Linked DNA regions of Callithrix jacchus: region 1 is linked to region 2. A link is a contact called in public Hi-C data. All regions are on one chromosome and are shown on one strand. Each heading gives the region's core, a stretch centred on a gene start, on an enhancer-like site or on the middle of the called end of the contact. The rest is flanking DNA. Distances are from core to core; before and after follow the strand shown. Region 1 has its middle 52 kb from the start of IGFBP7. Region 2 has its middle 320 kb from the start of IGFBP7.

The links. Hi-C and Micro-C count contacts between places; a contact is called where the count stands out from the background.
Region 1: a contact with region 2 is called in a Hi-C map of skeletal muscle, with 16 times the contacts expected there. The contact joins two enhancer-like sites. A contact is called at or near these places in 2 of 3 Hi-C or Micro-C datasets (induced pluripotent stem cells and skeletal muscle).

Annotation. Positions count from the first base shown.
Region 1 is chr3:139,613,010-139,620,124 of calJac240_pri, forward strand. No RefSeq gene overlaps it. Among named protein-coding and RNA genes, the nearest start is that of IGFBP7, 52 kb to the right of the region's middle. Within about 2 kb of position 4,897, at least 9 of the 16 cell types and tissues checked have an H3K27ac peak or open chromatin away from gene starts, as enhancers often do.
Region 2 is chr3:139,342,214-139,349,319 of calJac240_pri, forward strand. No RefSeq gene overlaps it. Among named protein-coding and RNA genes, the nearest start is that of IGFBP7, 320 kb to the right of the region's middle. Within about 2 kb of position 3,803, at least 5 of the 16 cell types and tissues checked have an H3K27ac peak or open chromatin away from gene starts, as enhancers often do.

The DNA.
Region 1 (7,115 bases), core at 3,647-6,146, 270 kb after region 2:
TTCTTTTAGCTTTGCAAATTTAAGGCAGAGGCACCCATCGTTCAGAGGCAGGAAAGTTAGTCATAGGCAATGTTTTTTCTCGGCTCCCCATTTGTTCCCCAGGATACCAAGGCCTAATGTCACCAGGAAGTGTGAAATAGTTGAGTCCATTTGAGAGGGAGCCTAAAGCCTCCTAGGAGAAAACAAACCCACGCTCCCAGGCACTTCTCCTTAGGTTCACTGATCTTCAAACATCTCTGATGAACTCCGCGGGTCTTCTGCAGGAGCCTGGATGACTAAACTGCTGATGTTAGTGGTGAGATGTTTTAGGGATGGCACATTGCCAAGACCAGAACCTTCTACCACAGCAGCCACTGCAGCCCCATGGGCATGGTTTGAGAATCATGTGTATGAGGACAAACTAAGAAGTTGAAACATTGGGAACCCAGGCCATAGCTGGCATAGGACAGTGAGAAGGGGTCTCTTCCCAGCACTGTAGGAACTATCCCCTATTCAGCTGTGACAGCGCAAGACAGTGATAGCTCAAGGCTGTGTGGAAACTGCTTTCACCAGCCCCTGGTGTTAGGAACCAGCAAATGCAGACCACAGTGGACCCATCAAATTTTCCAGGGCTGTCTCCGCAAGAAACTTGGGAATATCACTGATCCTTTAGGGACCAAGGAACCTTAAGTATATCACAGAAAGAGGACCCCACTGGGAAAGAGAGAAGGGCATGTTAATGCTGACGAATCTATGCATGCTACCATCATGGAAATTGCTGAAAGCTGTTGGCTACCCAGCCTTGGGGCCATTCCTGTCTGCGCTGTCACAGCTGGTCAGGGGATGGTTCTCATGGTGCTGGGAAGAGGAGATCAAAGACTCAGTTCACTGGAGACATGTGACCATTTCTTACACTCCAAGTTGAAATAGAAGACATAAGCAATACAAAAATACAAATACACACACTTTGCAACAAAACAGGATTAAACTGCACAATGCAGTATGTTTTTCCCCACTTACTGTTACCTACCAAGCATTTCCTAATGACATTAAACATATTTATAAACATAATACTAACAGGTAATAATAATAGCTAACACTGATGTAGTGGTTAGTTAGTATCTACCTGCAGCAGTGTTATTAACCCTATATGCTAGATAAGAAAACTGAGGCACAAAGAGATTCTATAACTTGTCCAATGACCCACAGCTAGTAAAAGAAGATAGTATTTGAACACAAGTAACCTTCAGTGCTAATGCTCTCATTTTTTTAATACGCAGGTTATTTAAACATTTTCCTACAGTTGCATATTTCATCTTTCCCATGTTTTCACTACTATAAATATGCAGTGATAAACATCCTTATATACGAAACTTTGCAAGTCAATTAAAACTTTTAACCTAAATGTGGAACTTCACATTTATTTAATTCCATCATTTTTAATTTAGACCTGCAAGATTGTCTTGGATCTTGATTCTGCAATTTAAATTTTCCACTTTCCTCCCAGCTTTGTGTCATTCAGATTTAACAGATTAAACAGCTCAACAAACACTTTACCTAAAGCTTGACCTGGACAGGAAAAGATCCAATGGCTTGGCTCCTGTCTCTCTCACTAGCTCATCCCTGTCTTTCTTTGGGGGCCCTGTCACTTAGTCTTCCAGTTCCTCAGTCATACTGTGCTCTTTCAGGCCACAGGGCCTTTGCACATTCTGCTCCTTCTCCTGCAACCCTCTCCTCTCGCCTGGTAAATTTCCAGTAGTACTCTGCATCTTAGCTAAAGCTGAGGCCAGGGGAAGTTCTTCGTTATACGCTTTCACAGAACTGTGTTCTTTTCCTTCCAAATGGGAAATGTATGCACTAGGTCATGAAATTATCTAATTAATAGCTGTCTCTCTCCCTCAATAACAGACAGCAGAAACCATCCTACTTCCTGCCCATGTTATCCCTAGCACCAACACTGTAAAGCTGGCCCTCTGCATCCACAGGTTGAATCCATGGATTCAACCAACTGCTGATAGAGACCCAGTGACACCAAGGGCCAGCTGTATGTACGTATTTTCCATTCATGGTTGGTGAATCTGCCAAAGGGCCAACTGTACTATGCCATTTTATGTAAGGGACTTAAGCATTTGTGGATTTGGTGCCCTGGGTATGGTGGAACCAATCCCTGAGGCTGGAGAGGGCAGACTCTACTGCGCCCTTAGTGACATTTAATGAATGTTTGCTGAATGAATGAATGAATGCAGCATCCTGTGGCTCAGCAGTAGAATACTCCGTGCTGACGGTGAGCACACAGAGATTCATCAGCCCTCCTTGAGGACTGTGCTCCAATCAGGTAAAATGTACAGCCTACCCTGTTCTTCTCTTAGTCCCAGGATATTCTAGAGAGTTTATCAGCTGCAGCTGAGTTCAAGCACTGTGACTGACCTGCTCTGATCTCTTCTCTCCAGGCAACCTCTATTCGGTCTCCAGTTGCCCTTCCAAAGGTAGCTGATTATAAGACTCCCTGATTAAAAGCTTTTGTGGCTTCACAGGGTCCTCAGGATGAAGTCCAAGCACCTAATCTTGACATTCAAGGTCCTTCACATTCTGGCCCTTGCCTCCATTTTCCCTGTCATCTCTGCCACTGACACCCCCAATTCCAACCCCATACACATATGACCAAGATATTCTGCAGCACTAAAAGTCTTCCCATATGCCATGCACCTGTGTTCTTTTGACCCTGTGCTCTCTCTCCCTAGAATGCAAATCTCTCTTCTCTGTCTGACAAACTCCTACTCATCCTTCAAAGTCCCACTCAAAAGTCACCTCCCCTTTGAAGGTCTCCCTGTCTCCTTCCATCAAAGGTGAAATTAATTTTCCCTTCTGCTGTGTTCGTACAGCATTTTGAACTTAAGTCTATGTTAGTGCCTATGCTATCTATCTTCAGGTGCCTGTGTTTCCTGAAGGATGGCAGGCTCCTTGAGGGTAGGCATCTTATCTTCATTCTTCTCACCTCAGCCCTTCCCATAAAATAAGCATCCCATAAATGCTCAGCAGGGCTTGTCCTTTGGTATGATCCCACTCCACCAGTCTAGCGACACTTGCAAAAACATTTGACTTTTGGAGCCATGGCTGACCAGCTGGCTAAGATCCAGCAGTAGGTGGGATGTGGAGACTTTCAGGAAGAAGAGTGGTAAGTTTCACATGCGAATGTGGAATTTAACCTCTCTGCTTCCCCAACCACCACAGCAGCCACTAAACTCCCAACTCAGCCGAGTGGAGCTGCCTGCTAAACCCTGCTTGCTGATCTTGTCAGCAGCCCATCTTCCCTTTCCTTCCTTTTCCTGCTCTCTACCTCTTTATGACTTAGCTACAGCTCTGGACTGGCTCAAGGTGAAAGGGATATCAACAGAATATAGAAAAACACCTTCATAGGCCAAGCATGGTGGCTCACAACTGCAATCCCAGCACTTTGGGAGGCCGAGATGAGAGGATCACTTGAGGTCAGGAGTTCAAGACCGGCCTGAGCAATATGGCAAGGCTGTCACTACCAAAATAAAAATAAAAATTTAATTTAAAAAGTTTTTTGAAAAAAAAAAACCTTCCACAACTAAGAGCAGTGAGGACTGTTGAGTTTCTTGAGGAAACTGTCTGCTCTGTCCTCCTCCTGCCTCAGTCTGCCCCTCAGGCAACTCATCTTTATACACCCCTTGGCCTACAGACTCTTCAGCGCAGCTCTCCATATTTTCACCAGACCATTCTTTTCAACATTCTAGTCCCAAAATCCCGAAAGACTCTGACTGGCACATTGCCTACGCATTTTTGTGGCCTTAAGGTAGGTCTCCTGCTCAGGTTCAATCAGAGGGAGCTGGCAAAGGAGGTTTCGGTCCTGTGGGCTGGCGTGGTTTTCTCAGCAGAGGAGGGGAATGGTGAGGGGCGGCGGGGGGCGGCGGGGGGCAGTTAAATTTGGTGACTGTATCTCTAGGTAAGCACTAAAGAATTTTCTTTTTTTTTTTTTTTTTTTTTTTTTTTGCTTGAAGACGGCTTCAGAGAGAAGCACCAGCTGGCTGGAAGGAAGCAAAGCACTTGTTATTCAAAGCATTGCTAGACAGAAGGCAACCTTGCCTGCCATCCTCAATGGAATAGTAGCTCTTAGACAGGCTGCTTTCTAAGCATTATTTCCAAGCGATCCCTATTGACCTGGCAAAATGAAGAAATGGGTCTGTAGCTCAAAAGATAGACTGGAGATTCAAATGTGGTTGTCATCAAGACAAGGCAGTGAAGAGGATGGCGGTGGGTTTGGGACACACTCTGCAGGGGTGCACAGAGTGAATCTTAGAGGAACAAAGAATCCTGGGACCAGGGACATTTAAAGGATTGGCAAAGGAAGGAAATGCCTGAAAAACAGAAAGGAACAGCCAGAGAGAAAGAGGTTTCGGAACCAGAACCCAGCCAAGGTGGGACAGAGTTTGGAGGAAGGGAGCAAGCGCCAGTTCTATAGATCAATTAAGAAAAAGATGAGGTTCAAGAAGTGTGGGAGCGACCGAAGAAGAGGCCATCGGGAGCACCGTGTTCCCCACAGTCGGAAGAGGCAATGCCGCCCGCCACAGGCGGTTGCGGGTCCCAAGGTCACGCGTAGGACGCGGACCGCAAAGAATAGCCCGCCGCCTTCCCCGCTGGCTCCTGCGCAGCGCGTGACGATGATGCCCTCTGCCGGCGACAGTCGGCATCACACCACACGTGAAGTCCCCCTGCTCTAGGAACCCGAGCGTGAGCGGCTAACAGGCGCGGGGGGCTCTAAAAATAAAGCTCACTGCGCGAAAGGAGTCGGGGAGGACATCACGGCGACGGGGACGTTGATCCTCCTCTGCACTTCTCTTTGGTCACGTTAACCGGACCAATTATCCAAAGCAACGTTATGCCCGGAGCCGCAAAAATCCCTGAATCTTAGCCTATGCTCTGGATTCATACTCGTCGTGACCCGCCAGGTACGGACCATCTGGAGATGGCGGGGCACAGCAGGCAGCAGGGCGGCGCGAGTACCTGAGCCTCACCGCGGAGCCCAGGAAAGGGGGAGAGGGAAAAGGGAGACTCTAGCTGCGAGAGGACGCATTGGCTGCACAATGCTGCCATCTACTGGGCATGTCCGGGAATGCGCTGCTACCGCGCGCTCGTCCGCTGGCCGGAGCCCTAGAAAGCAGGGGCGCCGCGTGCGACTCCACAGCACCGGGCGCTGTCATTGGCGGTGGGTTTTCAGGCACAGCAACACCGGGAATCACCTACTCACGCAGCAGCTCAGGAAAATGAGCAGTTGTTTTGTGTTTTGAGGCCTGGTAATAGGGCCTGAATTTTTTCATCTTAATAAAGAAACTTCTAGAAAGAGAACTACCATGGGCAAATGAAATAAAGTCTCCAATAGGTGTGAAAATAAACATCAGATAAGTCTTTGGGGTCTGGAATGGTGTGGATGGCAGGCTTAGGGTCAATGTCACTCACTTTACAGATCTGTGTGGAGCATGGAAAGAGGATTTGGATCTTCAGTCTGTTGGCTCCTCTGGGCTGTTTCCTCATCTGTAACATGACAGTAAAGTGGGCCTCCAGGAAAAGGATAAAAGTATATGGCATCACTGGATGTGATCAAATGCAAACTCTTGTTCCAAATGAGGGTTGACTAAGCAAGATCTCCCACATCTAGGAGATTTTGGTGTTGAGAGGAGTGGTAGTGTATCTCAATTCTATTTTTTCAGACAGGGTTTTCAATAAAATCTGACTTTTTTTTAAAGCTTCCCCCATGCCATCCCCAGGGATGTTGTGAAGAAGAATTAAATCACTTTCATTAAAAACTCATCTCTGTCCTTGAAGAACAGCTACTAGAGAATGATTAGGGCATATGTGTTTTGGAGTTGTATTTGTTGATAAGTTTAAATGAAATGTCAATCTTATTTTTAGGAGCTAAACAGAACATATGCTAGACATTTTTGCAGTGAGTTCAATTCTCCCAATATTACTGTTAGCAAAAAAAAATTTTAGGCAAATTAAGTTTATTTGAGCAAAAAACAATTCATTAATTTGGCAGCACTCAGAACCAGAAAAGGTTCAGAGAAGCCTGTCCAGAAGTTTGGGCAGAGGTTTTAAAGGCTGAACAGGCAAGCAAAGCAAAGAAGTCACCTGATGGGCCACACTTGGGCATCTGCCTTATTTGGGCATGGTGCAATGAACTGGCTGCTGCGATTGGCTGAATCCTATTAATAGTTGTTTGTGATTGGCTGAAACTCAGCTGTTTGTTATTCTAAGTATTTCATTTCCAGGTGAGGCAATGACAATATTCTAAAATTGATTGTAATGAAGGTTGCACATCTCTGCGAATATATTAAAACACTGAATTATACACTTTAAATGAGAAAATTCCATGGTATATAAATTATATCTCAATAAAGCTGTTATGTCAAAAAAAATGTACACTATAATTTTGAATATAGTCAATACCTGAAATTTCAGGGTCTAATTCACTATCAACTTACAGTGTGACCTCAGGCAAATCTCAACACTGTTGCTGAAACTTGTTCTCTGAAGATACATTGACATAAACAATGTGATTGTTACCTTTCAGAACAGTGCACTGTTCCTTTTTTTGTAATTGAGATGGGGGTCTCACTATGCTGCCCAGGCTGGTCTCAAATTCCTGGGCTCCACTATTCCCTTTTGAGAGGCCCAACAAATAAGTCTAAAGGAGTCTGATGTAGGTCGTTCTTGTAGCTGATGACATTTTTCAAAGATAGCCTTCATAATATCATCCATCCTACATGCTCTTCTGCAACATGGCCTTGCTGCTAGAATCTATTGCTCTCAGCTTGAATCGACGCTGACCTTAGTAACTCAGCTGTCACAAGAGAAACAGAATACACAGCACTGTGTGGCTCCCAAAGCAAGATCAAAGAAGGCTTACAACTTCTGCCTTGCTCCTTTGAAATGCTCACTTTCAGACACCCCTTTCAAGATTCCCCTTCTCACAGCTCAATTGCATTGTTGTAAGATGCCCAAGCCATGGGGTGAGGCTAGGTATAGGTGCTTTGTTCAATGGTCCCAACTGAGCCCAGCCTTTGAGTCATTCCAGCCAGTTATGTGTGAAGAAGCCTCTAGATGATTCGAGGTCC
Region 2 (7,106 bases), core at 2,553-5,052:
GGACTTTGAGGTCTCGAGGTCATGAAAAGTGTCCGGCAGCTGAAAGAATAGTGCTGCTCCATCAAAAACGATGAGTTCGTGTCCTTTGTAAGGACATGGATGAAGCTGGAGAACATCATTCTCAACAAACTGACACAAGAACAGAAAATGAAATATCGCATGTTCTCACTCATAGGCGGGTGTTGAACAATGAGAACACATGGACACAGGGAGGGGAGCACTACACACTGGGGTCTGTTGGGGGGGAATACAGGAGGGACAGTGGGGAGTGGGGAGTTGGTGAGAGAGAGCATGGGGAGAAATGCCAGATATAGGTGAAGGCGAGGAAGGCAGCAAATCACACTGCCATGTGTGTACCTATGCAACTATCTTGCATGTTCTTCATGACATGTACCCCAAAACCTAAAATGCAATTTTAAAAAGAGGAGAAAAAAAGAATAGCGCTGCTCCATAATTACTTTTTGCGTGTCTCCTATATTTAACTCGGTACCAGCTCAGAGAAATACGATGAGGAACAAGAGCAAAAAAGTTTCCACTCTTAGGGCCTACACTCTAAGTGAGAAGATATAAAATAAAGAAGCAAGGAATAGTATTACAAATGCCATTAGTACTCTGAAATAAGTGTATGAAAGATGTTAGGAATAAAGAGCGTGCAATCAATAAAGAGTTTTAGGGAAAAGAGTGAAATGACGTAACAGATCACTGAGATGGTGTGTGGAAAATAAAAGGTTGTAAGTGTGAAAGTCAGCAAGTGAAAGTCATTCTCTGCCGCAGGAGAGTGACATAAGCTGGCCTTGCTTGACTTCAAAATAGTTTTCAGTGTAATCAATTCACCATTTCTGTGTGGAGAATGTCTGTTGTTCAGAGTCTCTGGGGGCTAAAGGTTCTTTATGATAACTGGTAAGTCAGTGAAACAGCTCCCAACTCCAACTTGGATCATGGGGTAATGCAGCAGAAGACTCCAAAAGACACAGATGAAAGAAGATTGCGCCAAATTTAGAATAAAGAGATTTAGAAGGCTGTTGGTCAGCTTGAGACACAGATTTCAGATGGCACAGGAGGAGGCAGCAAGCAGTGTTCGACAGGTCTTCATGTAAGGAAGTAGCCAGGACCTGCTCTTACCTGAAAGCTGAGCTCTGCCATTTGATTTCTGTTAGTCCATGTAAGTCTCTCCATCCCCGAGGCAATGTGACACAGTCTGAGAAGGCTCCCACTCTCTATGAGCTGGGTTTTTGCAAGAGATGCAGCAGAGAGAAAAAACTACGTTAGACCTGTGCACATGTTTATGTGTGTGTAACATATATATGACCATTTTAATTTATTTATGAGTCATTTTCCTATAATATAAATTTCTTGCAAAAAAAATGATGTTATAGCCTGATCGAGTTCCTACAAAATCACAAGCAAGAACTAGTGACATGTACTTGACACAACGTGAAGTCTTGTGCTCTGTGCTCTCTGCAGGGAGAGATGAGATGCTTCTTCAGACGCTGATCAAAATTCCCTGCCTCCCTCAGGGTAGCTGAGCCTTTGAACGTAGGAGCACTGCGCCATCTGGTGGGCAGATGTACTGCATCAGCGTTCATTAGCAGAGGCTCTTACACACGCGAGCGCGCGCGCGCGCGCGCACACACACACACGTTTCAAGGAAGACTTGAGAACAAATCCTGAAGCTGAGCTGACAACTACAAAGTATCAAAGATATTCTCTGGTAAGTTTCGCAAGAGATTAATTTATAAATGAAAAGGACTGAAATGTGGTACCACTGTAAATCTTTAATTTTTCAGTTGGATATATAATATCTGATAGTTAAAGGGTGTGTACCCTGTGCCAGGTAGGTGCTAGTCTATGTACTTTACATGCATTAACGTAAGTCATCCTCACAACAACCCTATAAGATAGGCACTATTTCCATCCCATTTTACAGGCCAGGAAACTGAAACCCAGAGGGTCAGTAACTTGCCCAAAGTTGTACGAGCTGGTGGGTGGCAGAGCAAGAGTATAACGATAATCTTGAGCTCTTAGGCACTAGGCTAGGCTGTTTCTCCGATATACACAATGTAGCACAGTGAGATTAGATGTCATTAGGAAAGAGGTCAGAAGACAAGATTTTGCAAAGCACATTCCAAAAGCTTCACAACGTTTCTGGTTTCAAATAGCTTCCCCAAGCAAAAGAATACAAAACTCTGAGCTTCCTATAAGGCAGAACCTTTACAAAAAGCAAGTTTTTTAAAACGCTTTACAAAAGAGCACCCTTTTTAGAAGCACCGAATTTGAAACTAAAGGTCAAGATACCTTGAAGATCATAATTGTGGTAGTTAATTTTTTGTGTTGACTTAGTGGGCCACGAAATTCTCAAATACTTGGTCAAACATTATTCTAAGTATCTAAGGGTGCTTCTAGATAAAATTAATATCTGAATTGAAAGACTGAGTAAAGCAGATTGCATTCCTAAATATGGTAGGCCTCATCCAATAGGTCGAAATACTGCATAGAACGCAAAGACTCACCTTTCCCTGAGTATCAGTCTTTTCCTGTCTTCAGATCCAAACTGAAAATTGGCTCTTCTTGGGTCTCCAATTTGCCAACTGCATGTCTTAGAACATTCTATTGGTTGGCTCTGCTTCTCTAGAAAACCCTTACTAATGCGATGCTCATTATGTCACCATTACATTATCATCATGATCACTGTGGTCACCCTCAACACCACCACCATCATCCTCACTACCACTCACTGAATGTGCTCTGAGACTGTGTGGGTAAAAGCCCTCATTTTATGGATGAGTAAACTGAGGTTCAGTGAGCTTGGGACATGTACTCAACACCTCACCAACAGTCCATGGTACAGCTGAGACCGTACTTATGCACAGCCCAGTGCATTTTTCTCTATACCAAGTGGCATCTCCCACTAAATGAAACAGTCATCAACAGCTAACATTTGGAAGGGTGATGGCTTGTTTTCCATCTTCAGATATCTTATTAACTCTAATTTTCTCCAAAGGTGTTTTGTCATTCCTTTGAAAGCCATTATCTTGTTTCTTTTTTAGGGTGACCTGTTGTCATTTTAGCTTGGTTACTTTTGAGGCAATTTAATCCGATTTTTGCCAGGAGCCAGTTATTCGTCTTACATCTATTTGATCGTTCAGCAACTAACAGGCGTTTTCCACAGCTGCAGATACAAAAGAGACAAGAAAAAGTATGGCTCACCTTACATACCCTAATTCATCTGAGCTGAGCATGATTCAGCTAGGCATGTTATATTGCATTTGGAAAATATGTATGTCTTCAGACTTTTTTCACTCTCTGTATGGGAGAGGGCTGGAAAGTCAGGCACCAGAAGGATAAACTTATACGCAAGGCTGCTGCAGCCTGCATAAAAGTGTGCTAATAGACCTGTGTTGCAAAGGACAAGAGGGGGAGGGACATCAGCCCAGCACACCCCCCCTTGACAACTTCCAAAGAAAAATAGACTGTAATTATCAGAAATCCAATTGCTCTATTAAAATATATGAAATAACTGCATACATTGTGAAATTGAAGTCGTGAGGTTTTTTAAAATAAAAGTAAAAAAATATTTGTATCTGGAATGAACATTAAAACCTACCAAGATCTATCTAGGTAAACTGTTCCCTTCCCACCCCTAAGCCCCAATATGTTAATCAGATGTGCAGTCCCAGAGTCAGGACCTCTTGGCCCATGGTGAGTTTACCTCAGACACACTCCTTTGAAGAGATAAGCTATCTAAGGAGAGAAGAGAACTTGCTGGAAATAGCCAGAAAAATAAGAGTAGATTGTAGCCTCTCTGCCAGGAAGTACACTTTTTCCCCAGCCATTTGCAGGAAGAGCTAGAGAAGTAGCTTGCTATGCCGTTACAAGTCATTCTCTCTCCTGAGCTACGCCAGCCCATGCTCCTTTTTCATTCCAATTGCTGCATTTCTAGAGGATCATACTGCCATTTTTCTCTTCTCTGTCTTAACACCAATCGCACTTCTGGGCTTCTGTCCCCACTGCTGATGGTGTTAATCTCCATGGGAACCAATGTGACTCAGAGGGTCAATGTGTGCTTGGCAAGTCCTGTTACAATCATTGCCAGCATGTTACCAGCAACGGCAGCATAATCCTTGGTGATCACATTTTTGTTTTGTGAATTTTGCTGGTGAGTCATGCAGCTTAAAGGCAACAGCCTCAAAGGAAATCTTAGCTTAGCACTTTGGAGTAAATCCTATCACAGCCACCTTCTATGAAAGCTGCATTCCAGCATCCCCCTTTTCAGAAGTCATGGAGTCGAATATTTGCTCTGGAATTACATTTTCCTGGACTTTTTCTATATCTATTATCCTGGTTTGGGATCGTGCATTTCTGTCTACACACAATGGGAACAATTTAATGGGGATAGCAATGCTCATGGAAATAATGGCTCTCTTTTTCAATAAGATACTCTCATTTTTCTGTTGTTGTTGTGATGGTGGTAGTGATGGTTTTCATTTAATAACATGAAATCTACACTGTGGCCTCCTATAGGATGAATCCAACGAAAGAAGGCTATTTGGTCAACCGAAAGGTGTCTTACAAAGTTTGAGTTGCTAAAGATAAGCTAGAGATCACCAAATCCAACCTCCCACCTGGCACAGATTCTAACAAATGCATCCAGCATCTTTTTAATTAGTGGAAAGCAAAGATAGTCTCCCACTTCTTTCCAAGAGGTGTGCCCTCTAATGTTGGATCACTTAAATTACAATGAGAATCCTTTCTTAGGTTGAGTAAAAATCTGCCCCCTGTAACTTTGATCCATCTATTAGCATTCTGCTCTCTAAGGAATAACAAAACATACTTTCTCTCCTGTACTTCCATTTTATCTCTGCTGGAGTCGTCTATTACCCAATCCTTCCTGCCTCATCATATCAGACTCATCACTTGTTTCTCATGTGTCTGTCTCCTTCACCAAATGGAGCTTCTGGAAGACAAAACACATGTCCCACTCTTTGAATCATGAGTGCTGTGTTTAATGACATACCTTCAAATACTCCATGCTGCTTTGTCTTTCTCCCTTGGTCATTGTATTAGTCCGTTCTCACTCTGCTATGAAGAAATGCCTGAGACTGGATAATTTGTAAAGGAAAGGGAAGAAGCAGGCACATTTTTCACAGGGCAGCAGGACAGAGTAAGTGCAAGCGGAGTAAATTCTAGATGCTTACAAAACAATCAGATCTCATGAGACTCACTATCATGAGCAAAGCATGGGGGAAACTGCCCTCACGATTTGATTACCTTCATCTGGTCCCACTCTTGACACATGGGGATTATGGAGATTACAACTCAAGATGAGATTTTAGGTGGGGACACAGAGCCAAACCATATCAGTCATGCTAGTTCAGGCTAAGAATTTCTAATTCCTTCAACTATTTGTCAACTCAGCAAGCAGATACTGGCCTCTTTTCACCTCCTTTTCCAACAAGAGTACAAATAAGGTGAAAGAAGACAGATTAAAGCATGTAATGTCTCTATGACAAAAACTATGCTTTCAAATATCACACAGTGTGGTGAGTGTAATGAAGTAGTTCAGAAAGTCTACAAAGGATGCTCCAGGTCCTTCAAACAGCCTTGAAATTCTACAGTAAATGAGATTTTTACAACTAGAAGACACTGTAAACACAACCTCGCCCAATCATTACTAAGGGAAATATGGGGACCCAAGAATCAGAGTGAATTGCCCAAGGTCACAGAGCCAGTCACTGGATGAGCTAAAACTAGAAACAGTCACTTCTTTTTCTCTATATCACGTTCTTTACAGCACACCACACTAACTCAAAGGGAATATTATGCCCGGGCATTTTATATGCTCCTGAATAGTTAACTGGTGATTTCAAACATGGGAAGCGTGTTGCTGTATCTTCAGACCTAAATTTTAGCACTGTCTCTCCCACTGATATTTATATGGTACTAAATATTCCAACAGGGTTTTAAGGCTTACAGCTACTGTCCCTGGCAATCTTGGTTTTGATCTCAGAAGAAAGAGATGCTAATATAAAATCCTCAGAATTTTAAAAGACTGACGGAATCTTTCTTATCATGTTTATCTTACATAGCACTTAACACAGTGCCTGGCATATGATAGTCATTTTAAAAATGTTTGCTGACAGAGGAATAATTTTGTAATTATTTATTGATGAATTATCCATGGCAAAATTTCAAATTCAAGTTAAATTTCCCTATCACTTGGCCTATTTCCTATGTCAAGGCCATATCCTCAATAATCAATTGATTATTATTCAAAGAACTTAAACAAATACTAATGTTTATCCAAGCAACATATAATTTGCAATTCTAATAAGCTAAAAATACACATACAAGACAATTCCAACTTGCAGATAGATGACATTCTGACAGAGCATATGCCAACTGAGAATTAGAACCTGAAAGATACATTCTAAAGGAGAAAATGTAACAGGAGGAGGAATATAAAGAAAGAGAAAAGTGACTGGCATAGAATTCCTTTTGTGTTTGTAAAGCACATTGTACAGAGCACGATGGAGTAAAAGAGGAACCTGCTTCTATCTCTGCTTCTCTCTATAACGGCCTCTATTACCTTGAGATAAGCAGATTCCCAGGCCTGGAAAATAAGACGCTATTTAAGATATTGTTTATTTAGGAAACATGAGTCTCCCTTCAGTTATGCAGGAAGCATAAGTCCCCCTTCACCAGGAACCCAAATCCCAGCTTCTAAAGCCATAAAGCCACTTGTCAGGTTAGAAGAAATTTTGCTCTACTTTCATTATGATTGAAAGAAAACTCTTATTAGACCTGAAGAGAGCACTTGTTAACCTTTCTACCCAATCTTTTTTAGCAATGTGTAATAAAAAAACTTTCTTATTCAATACAATTGAAAAAATTAAGTGCAAAAGTTGGTTCAAGTAAAAAACTGTTAAAATACATATCTTAAATATTTTATTTAAATGTCAAATATGTAAGTGTACATTCATGTGTTCATCTCTGATGTATAACTGAGCAACCACTACCTGAATTTCCTCAAAGTTTATTTTGTATAAACCACTCCTAAAATGCCTCATTTACAATTGGTGGTTTTAATTTTTTTTTAATATACAAAA